Regions from separate parts of the Arachis hypogaea genome. Here region 2 is linked to region 1. The links are chromatin contacts, called in public Hi-C maps. All regions are on one chromosome and are shown on one strand. Each heading gives the region's core, a stretch centred on a gene start, on an enhancer-like site or on the middle of the called end of the contact. The rest is flanking DNA. Distances are from core to core; before and after follow the strand shown. Region 1 overlaps LOC112703466 (E3 ubiquitin-protein ligase DA2L). Region 2 holds the start of LOC112703467 (interactor of constitutive active ROPs 4).

Region 1 (4,057 bases), core at 1,525-4,024:
CCCGAATCAAGAATGTGTAAATCTATAAAGCTATAAAAATTTTAAAGTAAATAATCCTATCAACAATCGTTTACATAACAAATTAATTTGAATTATAAGTAAACTAATTTAACAAATAACTACATACATTTACATTGTAAATTCATTTAAATAAAAATATTTACTTAAGTAAGAATAACTAAATTAACAAACATCTGTATAATTTAATTTAAATAAAAATATCTAAATAAAAAATTCGTAACCAAATTAATAAACGTGTTTATAATTTAATGTAAATAAAATTAATTAATTAAATAATTAATAACAACATTCATTTTCCATCTTATTCATAAGCTAAATTATGTAAAACATTTACTTAAATAACTCACAACAAGTACACCATCAACTTAATAACTTAATTTAAGTCTTAAACAAATTTAAATTGAAAAACCCAGTTACTTAAATGTTAACTAAATAGAAACATTCACATCTTCTTACATAATTAAGTTTACCAAAATTTTTTAATAACACTATTTTAATAACTAAAGTCATAAAAAATATGCTTAATAACCTACATTTTTTTTTTCAAAGTTAGGAGTGAGACTCGAACCCACAATCTCTAGGCAAATATGTAAAAACTACGCTATTTGAGCTATAGCTTATTGGCTTTTATAACATATTTTAAAGGAAAACAATTTAAATAAACATTTAACTACTAAATCCATGTCAAAGTATACCTAACATCACACTCTATCATTTAAACCATTCCTAACAATATATTCATATGTCTAACAATTACTGCATACTACTTTCATAAAAGTACCTTTTACTATGGCAACACATCTATGCTTTAACATAAACATAAAACAAAGAATAACACCAACCTCAAAGTCAGCTGCCCCCGCAATGTGTTACGTTGCATTCAGTCAGTTGATGTTCGTATCGTGATTATCATCGTGCGCCATAATCTTGAAGTAAGTCCTATATTTGATTAGAGAAGGGTATAAGTGGGAGAAAATTGAAGAAATGGATGGTTTAAGGTACAAACAATTGCTGTGGACGAAATACATATATGTAGGCGTCGTCTAGTCTTATTTCGTTTACAATGTAAACGAAATAAGAGTGTTACACACTACGTGCACAAACGTGATACGACCACGTCGTTTTGTGTCTTATTTCGTTTACAGTGTAAATGAAATACATATAATATTAATTCGTTTACACTGTAAACGAAATAAGACATTACGTATTTTTGAAAAAATGCTATGAATTGTCTATTTTGGTAAATAAAATATTTATTTTATTTATTTAAAAAAAAATTTATATTTTTTTATTGGCCAATAAATTATTACATACACAAAAAGGAATTTAGATCTCTAACATGAATAAGCTAACTATTCATGCAAGTTTTTCATTTTTAATTTTAATTTTTTATTGTTTTATCAATCTATGGCTGGCATAGAAAATGTCAAGTTCTGCAAATCAGATCAGTCATTGAACCAACAAAATTAAAGTTTAAAGGTTTAAAAGTTTAGTTTAGTTTTAACCGAGTTAAATTGAATTTAACAAAATAATATTTTTTTATATAAAATATATATAAATTAGATCGGTCATTGAACTAGCAAAGTTAAAAATTCAAAGGTTTAAAAGTTTGGATGAGTTTTAACCGAGTTAAATTGGATATAACAAAATAATATTTTTATATAAAATATATGTAATTTCCATTTTTTAATTTAACGTTTTAATCAATTTTCTAATAAAAAACTGGACTAGTTTAATTGGTTCAGCAGTTTTTTAATTGTTTTTTTTTTTGGAATATGGGAATGTTCAAATGACTAGTTATTGAATATTGATTAATCTGATTGTACCAATCATTTTGGTTCAGTTTATAGAATTGTTCGTGCTCGAAATGAGGTCATGACCTGGAGAAGTGGAGACGGGAGATTCCAACTTTCTCGAGTATAGAATCAGGTTAGGAGGACAACTTGCAAGGCACTTCGATGTTAAAGTTAATGGAGTGTGAGGTTGTAAGTGAGTTTTGTGTCTTTACCTAGTGTTGACCTTTTCCTTTTAGTCTTTGTCTTTTGGGCTTTCGTTTTTTCGACATTAAGTATTCATTATGGCACCTTATTTACTGGAATTCGGTGGTTATGAAATATAATGGCAAATCCTTTGTGGTATCTTGCTGTTATACCATGAAGTCGATTTATGGTCTTAATCACTTGGTCGGTTATGTTCTTTTTGGTCCGGAACAAGAACAATGAAAAATGTTTGGCGGACAATTATACCTGTTTGCTGTAGTTGGCATTCCTGCTATCAAAGAAATATAGCTTCTATCATGGTAAGTTGGTAACTTTATTGAGACGCACAAAGAATAGATAACTAAAGATACCATCAGGATTTAAGGTTGTTAGGAATAGCCTCCTGCTTGTGCCTAACTGAGTTGCAATGACGCAATTTCATTTTTTATTTCATATTCTTTTAATTGTGCCATTTATTTTCTTTTCAGTATTCACACAATATGATTCTTCGGAGAACTTTTTGGCGACAATGTCCATTAACTACTTTTTAGTTTCTGTAGAATAAAATATTCATATGAAAAATTTATTAAATAAAAATATTTTGATAAATAATTTGATATGATTGAGTTTCTTAGTTGATGCAAATTTTTTTATTTCATTTTTTTTTTGTCTGTAACGTAGGAAAAAAATGTTATCAAGGTCTCAATGAAAGTAGTATACGAACCTGAAGAAAGAGTAGACTATTTGGGCTTTGTATGTAATTGTCTTTGTATATAGATATCGGCTTGTATGTATCAAAGCGGAACAATACTTTGACTTTGAAATAGGACAAACTTGCAACCAAAAAAAAAAAAAAAGACATAGGACAAATTTTGATGCATAAATTTATTCCTTAAAAATTTAAATCTTTTAAATTTTGAATTTTATTTAAGAGAGTAAAGTATGATCTCTTATAATTTAATGAATTTATTTTATACATAGAACTAAAAAAAATATACAAAGATGAAAGATCATATTTCATTTTCTCAGGTAAAATTTAAAATTTAAAAGATCTAAATCTATTTTTTAAATATAATGATCACAGTCGGGTCAGCATTGCACGCCGGCAGTCTTGCTTGTTGCTTCTTGCCAGCATCTCAAAATAATGATTTGCCGTTGACTAAGTTGTACTTAATTAATTGCTATTCCTCCCTATTGATTCGGTAATTATGAAATATTAGTCACGTGAGTTTACAAAATAGCAAGACGAATATAATGTGTATCCCAAACATATAAAAATAAAGGATAAAAAATATTTGCATTGATGAGGTCGGGTGCAAGTGGTTACTTTGTAATTGTGGCTTCAATGTCCCGTAGTCCGTACAGATAAACAAGCTTGAGAATGAGAGTTTGGGCCTCCGATTCATTAATGTTGCAAGTGAGAACAAATCAGAACCAGACACTTTGTATCAATTCATCATGCAAAATTTCATTTGAGAACAACACCATATGATGTGTTACGTCATTATTATTTCCTAAAATATAATCAATAATAAATATATTAAATCAGTTTGGTATTATTATAAAATAATTAAAAGTATTTAAAAATACATCATAAAATTATTAGCCATAAATATTTTTTTCCTTAAAAACTTTTGTCCCCCTTAAAAGAAAGGTGTTGTCTAATTCGCCCTGTATAAATTAATCCAAAATTTCTTAATTTTATACTTTACAGTTATTGTTAGAATAAATAAATAATTTTATATGTGATAAATATATAATTTCAAATATTACATATATACATTTATGAATGATAAAATAAATAAAATAATTTTGAGTTATTATCTTTTTGGTATTACTCTTCATCTAATATTAAGAAGAACAATGAAATATTACAATACAAAAAATATATTATGATTTTGCTTAGCATCAAATCTAAAAAATTTTCGATTATATAATAATGTATATATAATACACATCAGATCGATCCAAATAATAATTAATACATACATAATAATATGATGGCTATTATATATATATTGATTTGGTTAATTGTATGTAAGGCATGGACGTCGACA
Region 2 (3,998 bases), core at 348-2,847, 56 kb after region 1:
ATATTTATTAAATGAATAAATTATTATGTGTGTCCATAAAAGATACGAACGCTAACAAATATATGAGTCTGTATAAGATGCCAAATGTAGATGTGCAAAAAATAATTGTATTGCAGAGGAGGTTCTTTTGGAAAAAGAAAGATGGACGACCTAGTTTGGCTCTTGAAAGGTGAAAGATGATACATGCATCGAAGAAGCTAAGAGGCTTGGGAGTGAGAGATGCGGTGGTTTGTAATACTGCTTTACTGTTTAAATGATGGTGGAGATTTTTTAAGGAGAACTGTCTATTATGGAAGAAGGTTGTGTGCTCATACAATAACTTGAACCCTAATCCGTTGTTGTCAACTCAACATTACCAATAAAAAGGAAGTCCATGAAGAGATATATACCATCAATTGCAAATAAAGAAGCAACATGTGAGAGACAAGATAATTGATGGACTAGATATGGAGGTAGGGAATGATAGATCAACCAGATTTTGGGAGAATAGATGGTTACAAGTTAGGAATCTAATGAACTCCTTTCCAAGGTTCGTCTTAATTTCAAACAAAAAAAGATCCATAATTGAGGATTGTGAATTATAGGATGGCTTAAAGTGAGTTTGAAATTTTAGACAGAGGAGAAAATTTCATCAATGGAAGACAGAAATCTTGAACCAACTACTTGATGTCTTGCATTTTATTAGATTAATAGTAGATATACAGTAGGATAAAGTGGTGTAAAAATTTGACAAAGAAGACATTTATTTTATTAACTCATTTGTGTAGGTATTACAAAAAGAGACTTTATTAGATGATATAAGTAGCTACAGATTTACAAAAAAGTTGAAAAGGACTAATTTTTTTCAGTTGAACTGTTTACCTGATTTGTTCTAGTAGGGTGAGTCAATATTAAGGACCGATTGAGTAGATTGACATCATTGAATTTTGTAATAATGTGTGTTCTGTATAGAAAGGATATTGAAACTATATAATACTTGTTTGTTATTTATAAATTTTCTTGACAAGTATGGTGTGTATAAATTTTTTTATGTTAGGCGTGATTGGACCATCCCAGATACCATTAAAAAAATACTTTGAGAGTTGAAATATCATACCATTGAAAAAATACATGAGTAAAAAGTGGTTAATTGAATTCTTTTCTGTTACAAAAAATATTTGGCTACTCAAAAATGGTGTGATATTTAGGAATAAGAGAACAAATGTGGTGGACTGTATTCTTATATTGTTTTGTTACTCTAAAAAATAATGTGGTAGTTAATTCAATGTTGTTGATAATTATACGGAAGATGACATAAAAATTATTGTAGCATGTAGATTTTATGTTATTGTCTTTATTTATCTTTTGTTAGTTGTACGCTTCACCTAGTATATTAAACTTTTTCTTAAAAAAAATGTTATAAATTATTTTATATATTTTAAAATTTAAAAATGAAAATATCCGATATTACCAAATTTTAAAACTAATTTAAAGTGTCCAATATATTAAAATTTTAGTATTTTTAAATAACGACAAATATTATAAAAGTTAAAAACACTACTAATAGTAATAAAATCCAAATACAAAAAACAAAAAAGAAAAAAGGTTTTGAAAAACTAAGAAAGGATTTGAATTATGGAGGAAAGCGACAAAAGAAGACTAGTACTGACTAGTTGGATTTCCAAGAGTTCCTCTTCCCCTTATGTTTTGTTTACAGTTTACACAATGCAAAAACAACATTAATTATTGGGAATCAATTTTCCCAAAATGACCCTCTTTTTGTTTTTGTACTCTTCTGAGTAACTCATAAATAAGCCACTACCTTGTGCCACAGTTTCATAACAGCTTTAATTCAAACTTTCAAATACTCCATTCTTTCTCTCTTCTTCTTCTGGGTATGCATTTTTTTGTTATTATTTTTTATTTTTTTATATTTGCATTTGATGAGAAAGTTCTCTTAATATCATTCTTTGGTTGCTTTCAGATCCTTCCAACAACAGTGTTAGCTGATTTAACTCCTTCAATATATAGCCATTGGTGAGTGCTTCTTCAACCTGAATTTTCTTTAATTTTCTTCAATATATGTTTGTATTTCCTCAATGATATTTTTCTAAGATTTTTTTTTTCTACTCATTTTTTCTTAGGAAGAAAATGAAATGAATAGTTCATGTTATTCCCCCCAAGTTTCTAACTTTCTAGTACTTTTCTTCACTTCTGAGTTTGTTTTTGTTTTTAAATTTTTTATTTTAAATTTTCTTGCCCATCAAACACATAAATACACACACATTCATAGGATCATTATGATTACAACTATGTGATGAAGATCTTATTCTTTTGAGTGCCTTTTTGTTTATAGCATTTTCTTTTCTTTTTTACTGGTCAAATCATTTCAATATTTCATTTATTCATCTTTTATAGAAAGTTTTTACCACCTATAATAAATGTTGCTTTTAAAACCGTTTATTATTGCTTTCAAGTATTTATGGGTTATGACTGAAACTGATGAAATAAGTAACAATGATTTTTATTATAAATTGATTAAAATTATGAAATCTTCAAATATTCATTTATGTTAGAAATTTCCGTTTTTGGCTGTGCAATTTGTTCAAATGATAAGGATGTTTTTTCCCCCTTTATATTAAAAATGTGATATTTTTATATTTCATTTCAAAGCATTTGGCATTATTACTGTTCTGTAAGTATTTATTGAATTAAATTGATATAAAGTGATTGATATATAGAATAAAATAATTTTATCACTCTCATTGATGCTTGTATATGTCAGGCATAATTAAATATTTATATAAAAATATATTGATAGTGCACAAATTAAATGGTATTCTTTTGAAAAAACTTTTGAGTTCTTGACATGCATGCGTTGCAGAATCTTTCTGTTCCACTTCTTTGTCTTACGTTATGTTTGGTTTCATGAATTTGTTTTCTTGTTGGATTTTTTCTACCAAACATGGCACTAGAGAATATTGTTTACCATGTTTATGTTTGGAGGGACTTGAGAAAGAAAACAAATGTAAATGTCCAAATTATTATTAAGAGCATTGGAAAACTTGTTCTTGTTAGATAGCTAAACTTTCAACCGTTTTTATTTTATCATGTTACTTCTTTTTATGTTCATATTTAACTAACTATTTCTTATTTCCATGAATTTTTGAAAAAGCTGTTTTCTACCCACACATATTATTTGTTTCTCCTTTATTATGCTAGATTCTCAAGATTTTTTTTTTAACAAAAAGTTACTTTACGTCTTTTATAACTTCTGTATAACTAAGGGTAAAAGACTAAAATTATAGTGATAAAAAAAAGTTATATTTATACAAACTTTTTAGTTTAATTATAAGCTTTGTTGGGATATTTTTATACATTTTATCTAATTGAAAAATTTGAAAATTAAACTAACCTTTTACAATCGTGTATTTTGTCTTTTTTTTTTATTGGTTGAAAAAAAATATATTTGAATATGGAGTACAGGATATCTAAATCAATATGACAATATAACATTCAAAGAAATAGGAACAATTTTTTTAAAGTAGTTTCTATTTAGTTTTTTTTTTGTCAGACGTTTTTAGCCCCGCTGTCTATAAAAAAATTATTTGTATTATTTACACATTGCATGATCCTTTTACATCTAATGTGAAGGAATAATTTGCAACTTCAATTTCTCAACTTTAGGGTAAAACTATTTGAATCAATCTCTCTCTCGGAGTGGTACCCCTCCATTTGATTTATGATGTGAGGTCTTTGATGCCTTTGGTTTCCTATATGGGAGAGACAATTTCAGAAGAAAATGGATTTTCTACCAACTCATGATATTTTTCACTTCATCCGAGTGTAACTTTAATCATATCAATTTACCAAAAAAAAAAAATCAATATAGAAAGATATTTACTTAATCAATGTGAGATTCATCCAAACATTACATCCGCTAATCTTTACTATAAAAAAATATTATTCATGCTTGTAAAACATATTTAATAAAATAAATTACCATTAAATTTTCTTTA

The links. Hi-C and Micro-C count contacts between places; a contact is called where the count stands out from the background.
Region 2: a Hi-C map of an unstated tissue shows a contact between it and region 1, with 6 times the contacts expected there. The contact joins the promoter of LOC112703467 here to the enhancer-like site in region 1. A contact is called at or near these places in 4 of 8 Hi-C or Micro-C datasets (leaf and an unstated tissue).

The regions. Positions count from the first base shown.
Region 1 is chr7:74,643,452-74,647,508 of arahy.Tifrunner.gnm2.J5K5, forward strand. LOC112703466 (E3 ubiquitin-protein ligase DA2L) reads left to right here. Exons shown (of 10, transcript XR_011864148.1): 10 at 1,865-2,453. Among protein-coding and RNA genes, the nearest start is that of LOC112703466, 12 kb to the left of the region's middle. Within about 2 kb of position 2,775, at least 1 of the 3 cell types and tissues checked has open chromatin away from gene starts, as enhancers often do.
Region 2 is chr7:74,701,003-74,705,000 of arahy.Tifrunner.gnm2.J5K5, forward strand. LOC112703467 (interactor of constitutive active ROPs 4) reads left to right here and starts at 1,598. Exons shown (of 5, transcript XM_025754925.3): 1 at 1,598-1,874; 2 at 1,964-2,016.